2 separate regions of the Mus musculus genome follow, and region 1 is linked to region 2. A link is a contact called in public Micro-C data. All regions are on one chromosome and are shown on one strand. Each heading gives the region's core, a stretch centred on a gene start, on an enhancer-like site or on the middle of the called end of the contact. The rest is flanking DNA. Distances are from core to core; before and after follow the strand shown.

Region 1 (3,678 bases), core at 33-2,532, 410 kb before region 2:
AACACTCGGCGTGTGCCCGCCCTACTCACAGGACGCAGAGTGCGAAGGCCCCCGCCACGCTCTCGCTATCTCGCACCAGGAAGCTGCCATCGCGGCCCGCCCGAGCCAGGAGCTCCTCCGCAGCAGCGCGGCTCAGGTCACGGTGATACCAGGCTGGGGCCGGGCTGCCTAGCGCACCCCCGGGACTCGGTGTCCCACACACTGAGGCCATGGCCCACGCAGGGCTCAGCGCCGCCGATGCCTGCCGCTCCGCGCCATCCGCCCGGGGAAGCTTGAAGTCGAGGTTGGGCCCGGGTCCCGGGACTAAGGATCCACCAGCCCGAGAGAACCCAGTATGTGGGTTCCACGCTTGGCCGCGCCAACCGCCTGGATCTCCGCGCAGCCGCCGCCGCCCGCAGCGCCGGCCTCAACTTGAAGAGAAAGAAAAGTTTGTTCAGAGGCGGCGGGGGAGGGGCGGGAACGGAGCTAGGAGCTGGCCGGTCCCCTCCCCCTCCACTCGGCCCAGAGCCCGGGCCGCCCCTGCCCCCAGCCTCTCTCGGCAAGGACGATGCTCCGACAGCCCTACAGGACCCGCAAGACCAGCACCTCCCAAGTCCCACAATTATTTTGTCCCCCCACCTCAAGAAGATCCAGTTCCCCGGTACCCGCTCCGGGACAACTTGTGAGTCCAAGTTCTCGCTGGTGAATTCAATCCTTCCAACGATTCGCAATGAGATGACCCCTAATCCCTATGCAAATCTGATTCTACTACACACATCTCTTCTACTCGGCACCCCCACAGCCTTGCGGGATCAAGGTTCGGAAAGCAAGGCTCCAGGATAGACATCCACAACTACTACAACATCCAAGAGAACAAGTTCTCGTAACTCCTATAAGGTCAGAGGCCCCTTCAGACCTGAACCCCCCAAAACGATTCCTGACACATCCCACAAGATCCCAAAGAGATCCGATACCCCACCCCACACATACGCGCGCGCTCGAGGTGCCTTTCACGCACCGGTCCCCGCAGGCCCTCCAGCCTGGCAAAACCCTTCCCCCATCTCCACCAAATTGCCTGGCACCACGCCCCACACCCGCAGGCCCAGGTTTTGCAGTCCCAGACCAGGAGGACCCCCTCGACTACCTAGAAAAAAAGTTCCCTCAAGTCTCAGAGCCTCAACTACCGAACGCAGGCCCCACCTCTAGGGCGACTCGGGTTGACTCCTAGCCCGGGGAAGCCTCCCTGGACTCCCCGCGGCCACTTAAGATGGCCATCCGCCGCCACCGCGCACCCCGCGCCTTCCGCCCCGCCCGCGCCCCGCCTCGTCCGCCCGCGTCCCGGTCTCCGCCGCACGCCCGCAGAGTGACCTCGGGACAGCCTTGGCTCTTCAGTGCGCCCGAGCTTCTCGCTTTCGATAACTGGGGTAACGTTACGAGGGCGGGCTCATTGGGGCTCTGCCTGTAAAGCTCAGGGCCTGGCATGCAGCGTGCGCTCCGGGACGGCGGCTATTTTTATTATTAATTAAGGAGTAACGAAGGTGACAGCTGTGTAAACTGTAAAGCGCGACTGGGGACTGAACGGGTATTATTAGCACCGCCCCCGCTCCGGCTACTCCCTCCAAATCAACAAACTTGCGCTTCCGTGGGCCAGGTGCGAGCAGGGAGCTCCTAAGACTCTGGCTGCTAAGACCTCCCATCCACCGACCCCTGGGGCGGAAAAGGGGACCCGGCGGGAGAAGACGGGGCGGAACCCAAACAGGGCTTTGGCCCGCCCTATTTCCCCCCTAAAAAAAGACCTGGATGGTGGTGGCGTCTCCAAGGATTTCTCTTCCTGCCCCGCCCCTCTGCCCCCTGGCTCCTTAAAGGCGCAGGCCTCTAGCCGCTTGCCTACAACCACCAACTCCTAGAGTCTGTCAGGAGCATCCCTTTAACCTGGGAGAGAACTTTCGCTCTGGTAAATTGAACCTGTTGACCGAGCCTGGGGTCAACCCTGAGGAGTTTCCCTCTGTTTAGAGGATAAGCCAATTTGCATTGGCTTAACCCATCTAGAACAAAGCCTGGGACGTGACGGGTCTGTAGGGACCTTCCAGAACAGATAAATACAAAAACAGAGATCCTCCACCCACCTACCTGTTTCTCCTGGTCCTGCCAGGGCTTAAATAAAGTAACATCCTCCAATCTGTACCCAGCTCCTCCCGCCGGGAATGGAGGACGCCCACCCCAGATCCCGGGGGTGTGCAGTGGGGTCTTACTTTCCTATGCCTGTATTCCCGACCCACAGGAGGCAGAAGCAAATGGAACTCTACCTAGTTGTAAGCCAGCTTCCTTGGTCTAGACTTCCAGCCCATCCAAGACTACATAAGAGATGTGGCCTCAAAGAAAGAAAGGAGAACGAGTTGGAGAAAAGCTGTCACGACCCTCCAAAATCAATATATTTACAGCTTCCTGAGAGGACGGCGATGCTAAAGACTGTGTCATTGGGGTGAGATGGCTTAACAGGTAAAGGCGCTTTTGCCAAGTTTGAAGACTTTGAGTTGAACCCCAGGGACCCATGTGGTGGAAGGAGAGAGCTCCTGCATGTTGTCCTCTGACTTCCACACCTGTGCCAAGTCATCCATGCAGCCCACACACCTAGGCACACACTCAGAATAAACACAAATACAATTTAGCCGAAGGCTAGAGGGTGCTTCTGCCTCTGGGAAGCCACTAATAGTTTCTTTGGCTTCATCAGTAGGATACAGCACTGGGCGAAATGCAAGCTTTTGTTTCTTCTGTATCTTCCAGATTGACTTCCTAATGGACTATCCTCGTCCAAGGGACCCCAACCCAGTCAATCTATATCATAGTAGGCAGTGTGAATTTTTACCCCTTTCTCCAGAATCTCTGCTGGACTCCCGTTTCCAGCTTCCCCTTTGTAAGCTGAGAACAGAGCTAAGCAGACACATGATGGGAATAGGGAATGTGTTTTGTTTTTGTTTTTTTTTTTAATTATTTTATTTATTTATTTAATGTATATGAGCACAATGTAGCTGTCTTCAGACACATCAGATCCCATTACAGATGGTTGTGAGCCACCATGTGGTTGCTGAGAATTGAACTCAGAACCTCTGGAAGAGCAGTCAGTGGCCTTAACCACTGAGCCATCTCTCCAGCCCCCTGAGATGTATTTTTGTTTTTGTTGGACTCAAGCTCTCCAGGCAAGCACTCTTCCAACTGAGTTATGTTCTCAGCCCATGATGGGATAATGCTTGAGAATGATATAATTTAAAAATCCTGGATCTTCCTGTTATTTGAGAAGCAACTAGATTCCTACAGGCTACTGAAGCACAGACGCTCGGTTCATCCACCTTCTAGGAGGAGGGAACTTACAATGAACATTTGTATAGTGATGGTGAGTTTTGAAACACTATTTACTCTGACTGGAAAGGATCTGTCCCCACCCACTCACAAGCTCACAGTGACAATAATTCATTAGGCCCAGATGTGTCATAGATTTATTGAAAATGATTGTAGAAACCCCAACCCCCAACATGGATCAGGAACTGGATGACAGAGGAGAGGGGTGGAAGCAGGCTCAAGACTTCCTTATTCTTTGAAGAGTTGAACCAGACCAAGGGTAGATAGAGGAGAAATCTAGAGAGGAAGACTGACCTCTCAGCCAGGGAGCCATAATGACAGCACTGGGGCCAGGCTGGGCAC
Region 2 (3,640 bases), core at 1,037-3,536:
GGCTCCTGAGGATTTTTATTGGGCTGTGATGCCGAGAAAATGCGCTGTGTGCACATCCTTTCCCGAGTGGGGATTTGATACGGATCCCTTGGATTTCCTCCGTGAGGCCAAACCTCTGCACCTCCCAGAAACGAGAGTAGGAAAGACAGGTGGAGAAGGGCAGGCCCAGAGGAAGGAACAATTGATGGGAGAGGGACAACTGTGAGGTGGTAAGAGGATAGGAAAGGGAAGGAGCCTAGCTCTTAAATTTAGCTGTGCTCAACGATTCCCCAAATGTGACATTTGCTCTCCTTCACTTCTTTTTATTCTCGTGGAATGAAGTTAATACAGAGAGCAGAGAAGGCAGACACAAACAGAGTCTGAGCATGTAATCCGAACGCTGAGAGGCAGGGGTGCTAGGATGGAGACAAGCACTTATGGGGCCAGGACAGACTACGTTAGACTGTGGAGAAGCCCCTCAGAGAGCGGGAATAGAGAGCACAGCTCGGTATGAAGAGAACATCAAGGATGCTTAAAGACAGGAGGGTCAGCACAACTCCCAGTCAAGGCTCTGATACACATCAGAAAATGTAGATACCCAACCTCTGCAGTTCCCACCAAGCACCAGGGACGAAAGACAAACACCTTGCCTCACATCCCCTTCCTGATCAAAATTTAAAAACCAGTAGAGACTTAAGTTAGACTCGTAGCACTTTTCCCTCCAGAATCTTGCCTCTGCCCCCTTCCTTTTCCTAGCAGGCCAAATGGCCCAACCTACTCTCCCCACTGGTTGGAACCAGTAAGTGCTAGGAGACAGGAACCTTAAAGCTAGTTCCCCCTGACCCCCCTCCCACACAACACACCACTACACACACACTCCTAGGCTGCCTTCCTAAGAATCAGGGTAGTTTGATTTCCCATGGACTTTCTCACTAATCTTATTCTTGTGTCACCCAACCCTGCCTGCTACAGACTGCTTCCCCTTGCCTAACCACAGTGTCACCCACCGCAGGTTCCCTTCATTCTGCCGGCTTCTGCTCTGGGCCTTCTCAAGGCTGAGGGCAGTTATTTTGTCTCTAAGAGATAAAGAACACCAAAACTTGCATGTTCACGGGCGTGTGCACATGTTTAATCATCTCCATCATCGGGAGGTTGCAGCCAGCATCTCTAAGCTAAAGACGTTTGAAAAAGGCTCTCAAACTCAGCAAGTTTAAAGCAGTTTCTGACACCAAAGCTAGATTACAGACCAAGGGAAGGAGACGGACTGAGGGCGGCAGGGAAGATAGAAACAAAATGGGGAGATATGTGTGTGGTAGTCAGAGGCTGAACAACAGGCAGGGCAGGGTAAATGCGAGATCAGGGCCTGGGTACATCTATGTGGTTGGGGGAAGAGCCGGAAGGAGGCGAATGTGGTCGACACTATGGCGAATGTGGAAGACAGTATGGGGAGTTCAGGTGAGGGAGAAGACGTTAAGAGCTCTCAATCATTACCGAAAGCCAGTACTCCAGCTGCCTCTCAAAGTCATGGAAGTTGTCAGTGACTATCGGTATAGTGGCCCTTTCCTTCCTCAGTTTATCCTCAAAATAAAAAAGGCCAGATTGAGTCTGATAGACACAACAGACGTGTTCACTAAATACCCGCTGTTGTATGGGACAGGAATAAAGAGGTTGGCTCAGAAAAATACAGAGAGGGAATGGGGATTCCCCCACCGAGTCCTCAGCAGCAACAGTGTAGCAGCTATGGACTGGCTCCGACCTTCCCGGGTGAGACTTCAGAGGCCTCAGACACCGCCCCCCACCCCCAACCCCAGCCTCACAAATGTCACAACTGCAGAGCAGAGAGCGCGCCTTCTGCAGCCCAGAGGCCCTTTCCTTTCACACACTACTGAACAGCCCCACAACTTCTGAGGGCACCCCACCGCAGAGTCCCAGCCTCACAGCTCAGCGCTTTCCCACTTCCGAGCCTCTCACGGTTCGGATCTCAGTGGTCCCTCGCGGACAGCAGGAGCTCGCGCTGTCCCTCGGATCCCACCCTCAACCCGGCCACCAGCGATCGGGTCGCGGTGGCCGCTGTCCCCGCCCGGCCTGCCGCGCCCGCCCAACTTGCAGTGAACGAAAACCTCCCGCCCTCGGCCTCCCTCCTGCAAACTTCCCGGCTCCCGGGTACCCAGTCCGGGCCAGCTTGAACTCCTCTTCCCAGGACCCCTGCCCGACGGGCTCGACCCGGGCCTCACCTGGTGCCCTCCCCGCGGCGGGGGAGCTGGGGGCGGCGGCGGCGGCTCTGGGCTCAAGAAGGAAGTGAGAACTGGAGGCCGGAGGAAGTGGGGGGGTGGGGGCCGGGCCGGCAGGGCCGGGGCGGGGCGCGGGGGCGGGCCGGCCGGGGCGGGGCGGACTAGGAAGTCGGAGGCCTCCCCCACCCTCCAGCCTCGGGTTTTCTGCAAGCTTTGCCCTCCGCACAGTCCCGCACACCCTGCTTCTCTCCACTCTTCGCCCCGTGAGCCCTGAGACCCCTTGAGTCTGGCCTCTCAAGGTCAGGTCTCCCCGCTTTCACTTGGCATCTCCCCCCCACCCCCCAGCAGGGGCCCTAAGCTAGGCGCTGGGCATTTGTTCTCTTCCTAGTATCTCACTCCCCGCCCCGCAGCCTCCGCGGGAAGGCTGAGAAATGCCTTCCGCTCAGCCCGGGAATCTAGAGGTAGCCGCGGCTGGCTAGGGGTTAGCCGGAATGGGTCAGGCTGGGGCAGTCCCCACCCCTGCCCTGAGCCTTGGGAGAATGCTGGGTGGTGGTGATTCAGCAGTGGGAAGGTCCCAGACCCCTGGGGAGGGTGGGGAGACAGAGGTGGGGGGAGGGCAGCTGCCGTCAGCACCCCGGGAAAAGACGTGATCAGCAGAGATGCAGGCGGAGCCGCGCGGGCCCCCAAAACAGGATGTCGTGTCGTGGTTCCGCACCTCGCAGCTCCGCGGGGCCCTGGGGAGGGGGCGGGGCGTGGGAAGACGTGGGGCTCTTCTTGTTCCCTGATCTCGCCCTGGCGCGCGGCTGTTTGGAGCGGTAGGACCGCGCCCAGGCCTGAGGTCCGGCTTGGGCCCTGGAGACCGGCGAGTGGACGGCCTCGAGGGCGCCCTCTGGTGCTTCTAACCCAGGCCTTGGGCGCAGTTTTCCTGGAGAATCCACAGTCTTGATTCTTTTAACAACTTTCTGGGTGCTCTACCACGTGCAGAGCTCCGCAAGGTACAGTGAAAACAACACAAGATAAACACCCCGTCTTACAGAGGACCTCCAAATAAAGTGGATCAGGTCTGACAGGTAGTTTAATGTTTCCAAGTATCAGTTTTTTGTTTTGTTTTGTTTTGGTAAAATCAACAAAAAAAATTTCTCCACCCAGAGGATGTGAAGATTACAGAATAGGTATCCGTGCTGTGGTACTGTATAGAAAGTCAAGTTAGGACAATCAAACTCAGGCTGGTCAGTGACTGACTAAACGAGTGTTCTCAGATTCCAGAAGCCTGTTCTCATCGCACAGGCAGTTTGTGGACCCCTTACTTCTTCTTTGGCCCTTAGGCAAATTCCTCCCAATGGGAAGAGAATAAATTGGAGGGGCTAGGGGAAATTTGGGAGGGCAGAACTAGTGTTTGGTATTTAATGGGAAGAGGTTTGTGAGTCCCA

The links. Hi-C and Micro-C count contacts between places; a contact is called where the count stands out from the background.
Region 1: a contact with region 2 is called in a Micro-C map of embryonic stem cells, with 4 times the contacts expected there. The contact joins the promoter of Inppl1 here to the promoter of Rhog in region 2. A contact is called at or near these places in 3 of 484 Hi-C or Micro-C datasets (all in embryonic stem cells), 3 of 115 datasets of contacts at active chromatin or transcription factors (embryonic stem cells, memory CD8 T cells and pancreatic cancer cells) and 1 of 9 other capture datasets (adipose tissue).

The regions. Positions count from the first base shown.
Region 1 is chr7:101,836,542-101,840,219 of GRCm38.p6, forward strand. It overlaps Inppl1 (inositol polyphosphate phosphatase-like 1), which reads right to left and starts at 1,283. Exons shown (of 29, transcript NM_001122739.1): 1 at 1,180-1,283; 2 at 30-410. The coding sequence starts at 211. Gm10602 (a long non-coding RNA gene) reads left to right here. Exons shown (of 2, transcript XR_003946663.1): 1 at 1-876; 2 at 2,261-3,678. It overlaps Folr2 (folate receptor 2 (fetal)), which reads right to left. Exons shown (of 5, transcript NM_008035.2): 5 at 3,447-3,678. The coding sequence ends at 3,634.
Region 2 is chr7:102,247,832-102,251,471 of GRCm38.p6, forward strand. It overlaps Rhog (ras homolog family member G), which reads right to left and starts at 2,287. Exons shown (of 2, transcript NM_019566.3): 1 at 2,214-2,287.